Regions from separate parts of the Zea mays genome. Here region 2 is linked to region 1. Evidence: chromatin contacts called from public Hi-C data. All regions are on one chromosome and are shown on one strand. The core of a region is the stretch at or near the end of the contact, and the rest is flanking DNA. Distances in the headings are between cores, read along the strand shown.

Evidence for each region. A called contact is a pair of places that touch in the nucleus more often than the background predicts.
Region 2: a Hi-C map of leaf shows a contact between it and region 1, with 3 times the contacts expected there. The contact joins the promoter of LOC100383860 here to the promoter of LOC103644366 in region 1.

The regions. Positions count from the first base shown.
Region 1 is chr1:32,144-37,456 of Zm-B73-REFERENCE-NAM-5.0, forward strand. LOC103644366 reads left to right here and starts at 2,464. Exons shown (of 9, transcript XM_020544720.3): 1 at 2,464-3,175; 2 at 3,894-4,031; 3 at 4,116-4,361; 4 at 4,457-4,570; 5 at 4,679-4,861; 6 at 5,273-5,313. The coding sequence starts at 2,486.
Region 2 is chr1:1,000,479-1,005,791 of Zm-B73-REFERENCE-NAM-5.0, forward strand. LOC100383860 reads left to right here and starts at 2,428. Exons shown (of 19, transcript NM_001362173.1): 1 at 2,428-2,985; 2 at 3,098-3,217; 3 at 3,337-3,453; 4 at 3,558-3,695; 5 at 3,771-3,905; 6 at 4,014-4,193; 7 at 4,360-4,566; 8 at 4,653-4,772; 9 at 5,236-5,313. The coding sequence starts at 2,926.

The sequences.
Region 1 (5,313 bases), core at 1,214-3,713:
TGGAAGTGCTGCTACAGCCTTTTCAACAAGAGCATAAGAGTCTAGAGTAACAAAAGATGTTGAACCAGCACCAGGAGCACCACCTGATGCAGCCGATGATTCCACATTAGGCATAATAACTACCACTTGTGCACGGCCAACATCAAACTCTGTACAAGTGAAACACAGACAAATGTATAAGTCACTACTCGGCACTGGCTTAGGATTAGAGCACAACCATCCATTAGTTCAGCACTAACTGAACTACAGAGAGGGGAGAGAAGGGGAAGCAGGAGGAACCTTGAGATGACAAGCTCACCTCGTCAATGGTGCTGGAGAGTGGAGACGCCAGTGATCTAGAGCAGCCGTGGGTGATTTGGAGCAACCGCCGGTGATCTGGAGGCCGAAGCAACCGCTGGTATCTGGACTGGAGCAGGCGAGCAGGCAAAGGGGCGCATGTGACTGGAGCAGACGAGCAGGGGCACAGGTGAGTAGCCGCCGGTGATCTGCTGGAGTTCTGGAGCAGCCGCCGGTGACTGGAGGAAGCGAGCACATGTCGGGCGGTAGAGGAGGCGCAGACAGGGTTTAGATGCGGCTAGGGTATCGACAGAGGAGAGGCCAGACTGAACATTACTGTAGATGGGCCGAAAATAGCCCAATAGAAAAACCCTAGATGCTGGCGACCAGGAAGTACAAATCGGACGACTAATTGCCCTAATCGACTAGTCGGACAATTAGGACGACTAGACATCCAGATCGAGTCGTCCAGCTAATAGAGTATAAATAGGCGACCAGCCCGACTAATCGCGATTAGTCGGACGACTTGCAATCACTGGTTGGACCTCTGTTAAGTAGGGCCCTATACCCACGCACAGATGTAACTCGCTCCTCCCTTATGCTGAAAAAGAGATGTAGATCAGTATGGAAAGGGTTCGACTTTTAGAGACTTAACTTTATTAGTAGCTAGGAGCTAGCATATAGAAAGAACTCTCGCTTGAGTATGAACTCTCTTGTTCGGCTCACCAATAAACATCGCAAGAGACAGCTAGGGCCCTCCTCGCTCGCTAGATCAGACATCTGAGCGTGTAATTTCTTCCCACACTTGCATTTAAGTATTAACCATAGAAAAGATGCATGTAACTATATTCACGTGGTTCGAACCTCTCCACATCGTGCGTGAGCTTATAGCCATGTCGGTACCCTGATCCAACAGTCTCAAGCTATGTCCCTCTGTGTCTTTGGTTTCATCTCATATCTTAGTACGATGCTATCACTAAAAAGCTATGTATGTAACAGAACTAAAATATTTTATATAATTTAAAACTGATTGAGTATTACCTAAACCACGTTGTTGCAACGTTAGATCATGAACCAAAAAGGTACCATCAACATCGGTGCGATTATGGTTGGCAACTTCCACCCTTGCCGCAATAAGACTCTCTCCAACAGGACACCCTCTCGCTCCCCCTGTCCGCCGGAGGGGTACAGCCCGACCCCCTCACAGTCCAACGGTGCCCTGAGTTCGGCACCCTCTCTAGGAAGAGAGAGGCTGCTCCCTCTGTACATGGGGGAGTTCTAATCTCCCCTATTTCGGTAATCTATGTTTTAACTGTAAAATGAATTCCTTTTTAGTATAATTACCTGATAACAATATGTATTATGATACTACAAATATGGTAGTATTTTTTAGAACTCCAAAAACTGATGTAAAAAAGTCAAATAGCTCAGTTAAAGAGTAAATGGGAGCTGAATAGGGGGGAATGGTTGGAGTGGAGATGAAATATGGAGAATAATAGTTGAGGGGGAGGTATTTAAATATGAATAGAAAGTACGAATGGAGGGATTTGAGAGAGGAATGGTTGAAGAGAATCTAAACTATTTTGAACCTTCTCTAGGTGTTGCTTAAATTTATAATCTGCGTAGCACTTTAGAAACATGTTTGCAGTTGCGACATCGTCAAAATAACATTGATTGTCTAAAAATAAAGAAAATAACAGAGATAGTGTCTATGTCATGTGCACATAGACAAAGTTATTTTTGCAATGTTACACGTGTATCTTGACAATTATATCGACAACTTAATGGTACCGAGACATTTTGCCGTTTAACAATGGATCATGTGATTTAGTATATGTTTGGTTTTAGAGACAATTAAGGATTATTCTTACTTGCATAACTTGTCATTCGAGAGAGCACGTACTTGTTCCATGTTCAATTCGATGTTGAGAAGGCTCAAGGCTTGCCTAGTTTATCTATTTTGCTCGTCGAAATCTAATTATTCATCCGGTGATTAATTTGTCCTTATACCTTTACAACAAAAATTCACTATCATCAACCTGTGCAAAGGAAATTGGAGGGAAAAATACATGTCATAGAATAAATATTTTCAGACAATTATTAGCACAAAAAATAACAAAGTTCGGTTTAATTTGCCCAATTTGTTGAGGTGAACTTCAGTAACAAAAGCAATCCCTACATTTTCTGGGAGAAGTTTTCTCACGCCAATATGCCATGGATAATGCACGCGGGAACGGAACAAAGACACGCGGCGTGCGGGGCCTCGCTCCTCTGGTCTTCCCTCCAGCCCTCGACGGTGGTCATGGCCGCCGCCGCCGCCACTTTCGGCTTCCTCCATCCTCCAATCCGGAAACCTGCAGTCCCACCACTGTACATTCTCCGGCTTCCCACCAAACCCCACTCCAAAACGCACCCTCGTTCTCCCCCCCTCCTCTTCCTCCTCCTGGGCCGCCGCCGGGGAGGCCCCATCGCCGCCTTCCCCAACACCACATCTTCATCCACGAATGCCCCTGCCTCGCCCACCTACGACGTCCGGGAGGCAGAGGCCGCCGTCGCGGATCTCCTCCGCGAGGGCGGCGCCTCCGCGGACGACGCCGCCTCCATCGCCGCGCGCGCGCCGGCCTACGCCGCTATGCTCGCCGATGGCGTCCGCGAGCTGGACGAGCTTGGCCTCTGGGCGTCGTGGAGCTCCGGTGCCAGGGCCCGGCTGGGCCTCAGCGGGGTCGTCGAGATGGAGATGGGGAGGCTCGGTTTTAGGAGGAAGGTGTATCTCATGGGACGGAGCAAGCCTGACCACGGCGTGGTGCCGCTCCTCGAGAGCTTGGGAATGCGTCTCTCCTCGGCCAAACTCATCGCGCCTTACGTCGCGGCTGCGGGCCTTACTGTGCTGATTGATAGGGTCAGAGATGCTCAATTTACTTGCATTCCATGCGTAGATCGAAAATATACTTTACATTTGTGTGCCCTACAAGGGAGTGCCAGTATTTATTTTCTTAATTGTGTCATTGGTTCCTCTGCTGAAATTCAAACTTCAATTGTAGTCGTTGTTGCCCATAACCTCTTATAGTCTTATGGCTTGTATTTGGTTGAATCTGAGTAAAGTTTGATCATCCTAGTATTAAACAGAGAACACTTAAATCCTTAGTTTTTTTTCAACAAATATTGTACTCAGCTGCAGTTGTGCGGGGTGGGGAGGGGGAGCTATGAAAAGCTTCCTCTATTTTGCAAATTTTTTAACCAAGATCAAGTGGTTTCTTAAGAAATTTCAAGGTTGACAAGGAGCCATGGCTTCTGTTGGCCTGGTTTAAGCCTTGCCTCTGTTCAGCTACACGTTTCTGTTCCTAAGAAACAAAGCACTCAAGCATGTGTCATGAGTCTCTTCTATTCTCAATAGTACTTCAGTTTCAATACCATGGCACAAAACTAACTAAAGGAATCATTCTGATAGATAACACTATAAATTTAGAACACATGCAGTTTTTTAACACCAGTCTATGGAGACATTATGATAGTGGTCAATATGTTTCTTCAACAGTTGCAGCTGTGCTTGGCACTATAATATGTTCATTATATCACAACACTCTTTTCTTATGGAGTCGTGGTTTATTCACATATAGGTTAAGTTTTTGAAGGAAATGTTATTTTCAAGCAGTGATTATGCAATACTAATTGGAAGGAATGCTAAGCGGATGATGACATACTTATCAATACCTGCAGATGATGCACTCCAAAGTACTTTATCTTTTTTTGAAAAAGTAAGTTCACAGTCCCAATTAGTGTTTCGCATGCCACTTCATTGCACTGTGTAGCAGCAAAAATAAAGATTTTTTCGCTTGCAGATGGAGGCTAGGTATGGTGGTGTTAGCATGTTGGGACATGGAGATGTGTCATTTCCTTACCTCATTGAATCATTTCCGATGCTTCTTCTCTGCTCAGAAGATAATCATCTCAAGCCGTTAGTTGATTTTCTCGAGCACATTGGAATTCCAAAGCCAAAGATTGCATCAGTTCTGCTGCTATTTCCTCCTATCATTCTTTCTGATGTTGAAAATGATATTAAGCCTAGGATTCGTGAATGGGAGAAGGTATTTTTGTTCATGGTAGTCATTGGAACCTGCTAGATTGTACACTTGACAATAACATATATTAATATTAGTGACCCCATTTTTAAATTTCCTAGGCTGGCATTGAACAAGACTATGTTAGTAGGATGTTGTTGAAGTATCCATGGATTCTTTCAACGAGTGTGATAGAGAACTACAGTCAAATGCTGTTGTTTTTCAACCAAAAAAGGGTAAGTAAAAAAGAATACTTACTATGCTGTGCCTCAAGTTCATGTTAATTTGTTTGCCGTGTCTTGCCTTCCTTTTGCTGTTGGGAGTATTCAACTTTTTCCTTTCAGATTTCCAGTACAGTCCTCGCTATTGCTGTGAAAAGTTGGCCTCATATTCTTGGCTCCTCTTCAAAAAGAATGAATTCAGTTTTGGAGCTGTTTCATGTTCTGGGCATCAGTAAAAAAATGGTGGTTCCAGTCATTACATCAAGTCCACAGTTATTACTGAGAAAACCTGATCAGTTTATGCAGGTGTGTAACGATTATTGAGGTTGCATTTATATATTTAAACTTCATTGGTAATGGATATAAACTATTTTTGGCTGCATATAAGTTTCGAAGCAAATTGGAACCAGAGTTCAGCAAAGGGATTGTTTTGTGTACTTAATATCACGTCTTCCATTAAATTGACATGGATTATGACTCTTACAAAAGTACATTGTGTTTTACAGATTCACATATTTTTCCAATCAGAATGTGGTGCTTAACATCAATGTTTTTATCTTGCTGTCTGTCGTAATTGCATCCACAGTAGTCATATTTATATAGTTATATCCTGAGTTGGGGATGTCTTGTGTCTTGACCCTTGAGTTATATCCGTTTTACATCTTTAACCCTCCAATTACTATATCTTAATACTAACTTTTGTGCCTCGTGTTTCAGAATGTTTTGTTTTTCAGAGAAATGGGTGTTGATAAGAAAAC
Region 2 (5,313 bases), core at 1,178-3,677, 970 kb after region 1:
ATCAGTCACCGATAGCCCTTGGCATCTGGAGTCCGGGGGAGGCCATCGGCTATCCGAGCCAACACTCCACCGACCTCGCTCGGTGTGTACATTGCTCGGGCGAAGTCGGGGTTCAGGTTTCATCCGAAGAGAGGGTTCTCTCGACGCTGTCTCGACTCCTGCTTGGCTTGTTCTTGAACTTGCCGACGATCGCGTCGGCGGGAATTCCTCCTTTCACTGAAGACTCGTTCATCTAGAGTTTCTCCCACCTCCGAGATCTCGTCTCGTGATACAGGCTGTGCTGGGTCTCGTTCTCCGGCTTCATGATGTCGCCGGACGTTACGGCGTCGGTTCCTTCGTCGGCGAGCTTCCCGCTGAGGAGGTTCTTCCCCAGGCACAGTTGGTTCGTCGTCGGAGATGGGGGACAATTACACTCCCCCCCCCGATGAAGAGGACATCGGGGTAGAATGGAGTTGTCCTGATGACAAGCTTCTTTCTGTTCTCCTTTGAGGGCGGAGGTACTAGAAGGGCAGCTTGACGGGCCTTCATCTCATTTGTTTCTTTTTTCCTTGTAATCCGTGTCCATTTCTCCGTGGACGAGGTGGACAACGGGATCCTCCGGGTGAATGAACTTTCTGCTCCTGGCTTGCACGAAACTGCTTGCCTGGCAGCTCGTGTGATCTCAGTCGGAACAAGCTCACGAGCTAGCTCGAGCCGGAGCCGAGCCGAGCTAGGATCGAGCCGTTTCACTTCCGAGTCGCACCGAGCGGAGCCTGGCTGGCTCGGATCGTCTCATTTCCAACCCTAGTTGCAATGTTCACTGTCCGGTGTGCACCGAACAGTCTGGTGCACCCGCAGACAGATAACCATAGCCTACTAAATGGAGCTCCAACGGCTCCTAGGTCTCTTGGGGCTATAAAAGGGACCCCTAGGCGCATGGAGCACAAAACCAAGCATCCTTTGAACATCCTAAGACATCGAGACAGTGTGATCACGCTAGAGCGTTGATAGATTGAGATTTGAGCAAGGGTTTGAGTTGTAATTCCGTCAGATTATTTCTTGTGCTCCTCTCTCGACTTGTGAGCGTGTGTTATTGTGATTTTTGTCTCTTGTGTGTGTTTCTACTCCACCTTACTCTTGAGTTTATTTGAGATCAAATTGTGTAAGGCGTGAGAGACTCCAAATTGTGAAGATTCCTCACAATGGGGTAAACTGAGATAAGAAAGAAAACCGTGGTATTTAAGTTGATATTTGGATCACTTGTGAGGGGTTGAGTGCAACCCTCGTCCATTGGGACGCCACAACGTGAAGTAGGCAAGCCTTTTACACTTGACCGAACCACGGGATAAAAATCATCGTGTCACCTATCTGTTTCACTTTACCACGATTCTATTCTTTCTAGCACGCCTCTTCACTTATAATATTGCTCTAAGTTTAACACCCATTATGTGAGAGCAATTAAGTGAAGAAGTTCTTTCTTCTCTCGCTTTTTATCCGAACTTAGTTTTGATTTTACTAATCCACTTTAGACCAGGTTTGTTTTTGTTGAGCTGTTTTTACAGGATTACATATTCACCCCCTCTAGGTACTCTCACAACCATGTTGGATCCAACGTATGTGGTAAGTAGAAGGCCAACACGCCAAAGTCTCCTACCAAATTTTATCGGTGGTACACTTCTGTACCCTCGACTCATTAATTATATTTAATACTCGAAGTGACATTCAAACATCCGAAGACTAAAATTTAGTTCGAGCAACCAAACATCCCTTAGGCCATTTCAAGCAACCTTACTTATCCAATCTTCTATTTCAAAGTTCACTATGTAAACAGTACAATACAATCTACAAGGCGACATTTTTTTCACGGTCATATGCACGATCTGCTTGCTAAAACCTTAGTATATTAATCACAAAAGTAATAATATATTTGAACTAGTTGGTCCTACAAGAGTATTGTCTAAAATTATCTTACAATTTAATAAAATATTGGAGAAGTGTATATATCTTTGTAATATGGTTAGAGAGCAAATTAGTTAAATTAATGATCAAAATGACTATTAAGGGCACATACAGACACAGTGTATGTACCAGTCGTATTTATTCAAGCCTTTTTTACGAAAACACCTCCGTTTGTTTCGTCGTCTGATGAAGCGATGAGCACGGGCTCGTGCTCACAACTAGCAGCACCACCAGAAGCCACGGTTGTCCAGGTCAATATTATAAGTGATATATAATGACAGTTTGTGTTATCCTTCACAAATTTTAAACTATGTAGACAATATAAATAGACAAACCACTATATAATATGTTTGTTTGTGTTGTCTATATACGTTTTCTAATATATATACAGACATCAATTGTTTGTGGGCTGTAAACACAGCAGTCAGCTAAGTGTGGCGGTGATGATTGCGATGACGATTATTAATCCATTGCCAGCCGGTTCGTTGACCGCCACGTCACCGTCGTCGTCTTCCTTGCGTCCGTCCGTCCGTCCTCTCCATCAATTGCAATTGGTTGGAAGGTTGGAGAGATTTGATTTGCTGGTTGTACTACTGTCGAACCCCAGCCCGTCCGTACCCTACGCATCTTCCTCTCCCATCCATCCACTCTTTGCTTCATCGATCCCCACTGCTGTGCTGTGCTGTGCTGCGTAGCTTATCCGAGGGGACAGGTGAGGGAGTCGAGGGGGACGGCGCATGAAAGAAAGAGACCGAGGGGGAGGCGGCGAGAGCGAGAAGGCACCGCCGACGGCGAGACCTAGGATGCAGACAAGGCCAAATCCACATCGATGGAGCCAAGCCCGATGGCCGTTGGTGTTGGCGGCCCAAAGAGGAGGTGGACGCGCAGTCGGAGGCGGAGGTGCGTATGCCCATCGTCGCCATCTAGCTGCGCCTCCTTATATGCCCCTCCGGCTCCGATTAGCTTACCTCCATCGATCTCCCCACCATGGACGCCAACGCCAATGCCCTCGGCATGGACGCTATCACCAACGAAACCGTCGACCTGGTTCGTTTCACTTCGCACAGCTCCGTTCCATTCCCACTCCTTTAATTTGCTTTTCAAAGTTCAAATTTACTACCGATGGCGATGATGGTACCAATGTCATTCGCCGTCACAGGAGCATGTCCCTGTGGAGGAGGTCTTCGAGCATCTCAAATGCACCCGCGACGGCCTAACCTCCGCCGCTGCCCAGGATAGGATCGACGCCTTTGGCTACAACAAGCTGGAAGAGAAGCAGGTGCCTAGCTGCTCTGCTAACATGACATGGCATCCGTCTAGCTAGTCAACCTTCTTTCGTTCACTTAGACTGACACCACCGCTGACCAACTAATCAGTAGTCACTAATTCACTATGCAGGAAAGCAAAGTGCTCAAGTTCCTGGGCTTCATGTGGAACCCCCTTTCCTGGGTCATGGAGGCAGCAGCCATAATGGCTATCGCCCTTGCTCATGGCGGCAGAGATGTTAGGGGAAAGGTAATCATCCATCCCACACACTCATTCACCAGACACAGACAATTCACAGTCCCTCTTTCCCCACTATGCATCCTAAGTAATCATCTATATCTATCTTCACGCAGCCAATGGGGATAGACTACCATGACTTTGTCGGAATTATGTTACTGCTCATTATCAATTCCACCATTAGCTTCATAGAGGAAAACAATGCCGGGAATGCTGCTGCTGCGCTTATGGCCCGCCTCGCACCAAAATCCAAGGTAAGCCCCACACCCTACTTACCACTCCTTTTTCTTCTCAATACTGCTTTTCATCATGTTACACTCATTTTCTAGGTTTTACGTGATGGAACCTGGAGTGAAATGGACGCATCTTTGTTGGTGCCCGGTGACATAATCAGCATTAAACTTGGAGACATCATTCCGGCAGATGCGCGTCTTCTCGAGGGAGATCCGCTGAAAATTGACCAGGTCTTTCTTGTGTCTCAATCATAGTGTTCTTGGTAGAGCGGAAAAAAAAATATTCTGATATGAAAATTACATGAGACACTAAAACACATAAGGGATTATACTTTGCAGTCTGCACTTACGGGAGAATCGCTACCTGTAACCAAACAACCTGGTGACGGGATCTACTCTGGTTCAACCTGTAAGCAAGGTGAAATAGAAGCAGTTGTTATTGCCACTGGAATCCATACTTTCTTCGGAAAAGCAGCTCATCTGGTTGAGTCAACCACTCATGTTGGCCACTTTCAGAAGGTTAGTCTTCAGCAACCAGTGTCTCTTTTCTTAGTCTCATCTTATTTCTACCATACCTCTTGAAAACTTATATTTCACCTGATCTACATGGTTCAGTTCTATTTTGCAATCTATTATTTTGTTGCTGAATCTGCGATCTTGGTTGCATTTAATGGATGTCTTTCAGGTTCTCACATCAATTGGAAACTTCTGCATTTGCTCAATTGCTGCTGGAATGACTATTGAGTTAATCGTGATGTACGCTATTCATGCAAGAGAATACCGTCAGATTGTTGATAACCTCCTAGTGCTTCTTATCGGAGGAATTCCAATTGCCATGCCCACGGTTCTCTCTGTCACTATGGCTATTGGATCACACAAACTAGCACAGCAGGTTCTGTCGGAATTCTCTGGTGGAAGAGTTTAACTAGGCAGCTATGTTCTTTGCTTTAGCCTTCCCCCCATTTTGGTGGTTTGCAGGGTGCCATTACCAAGAGGATGACTGCCATAGAAGAAATGGCTGGAATGGATGTCCTTTGCAGTGACAAAACAGGAACTCTGACACTCAACAAACTAAGCGTTGACAAGAATTTAATTGAGGTAAAACATATTATTCTTTTACCGTTGAAGGTAGCTGTAGTTATTTTTTATATAATGGTGACACATCAAGGAAAAAAACATGGATTTAAGGCTAACCTTCTGCACTAATGATTCTTTCTTGTTTTGCCCATGTATTTACATATCACCAGTTCCAAGCCTATTACTTCTCATTGTTTCATGCTTACCACCTGCATAGCTCTCATCTTCAAATATGCTCTTTTCATTCCCCCCACTTCTGTAGTGACTACTGAGTTAAGTACATAAAACATCTATTTTTTAAAAAGTACATAAAACATCTTCATGCAGAGCTCTGAAATGGCTCCTTTTACGCTGTGTGCAGTAAACCAATCCTGTCTTCTTTAATTGCTGCCAGAACATGACTATGAGCATATTGTTTATTTTTTATCCATGCTTGTATTAATTAATAATACTAGTAATTGTAAAGCATGTAACATCTCCGTAGGTTTTTGCTCGAGGCATGGAGAAGGATGACGTTGTCTTAATGGCCGCAAGAGCTTCTAGACTAGAGAATCAAGATGCT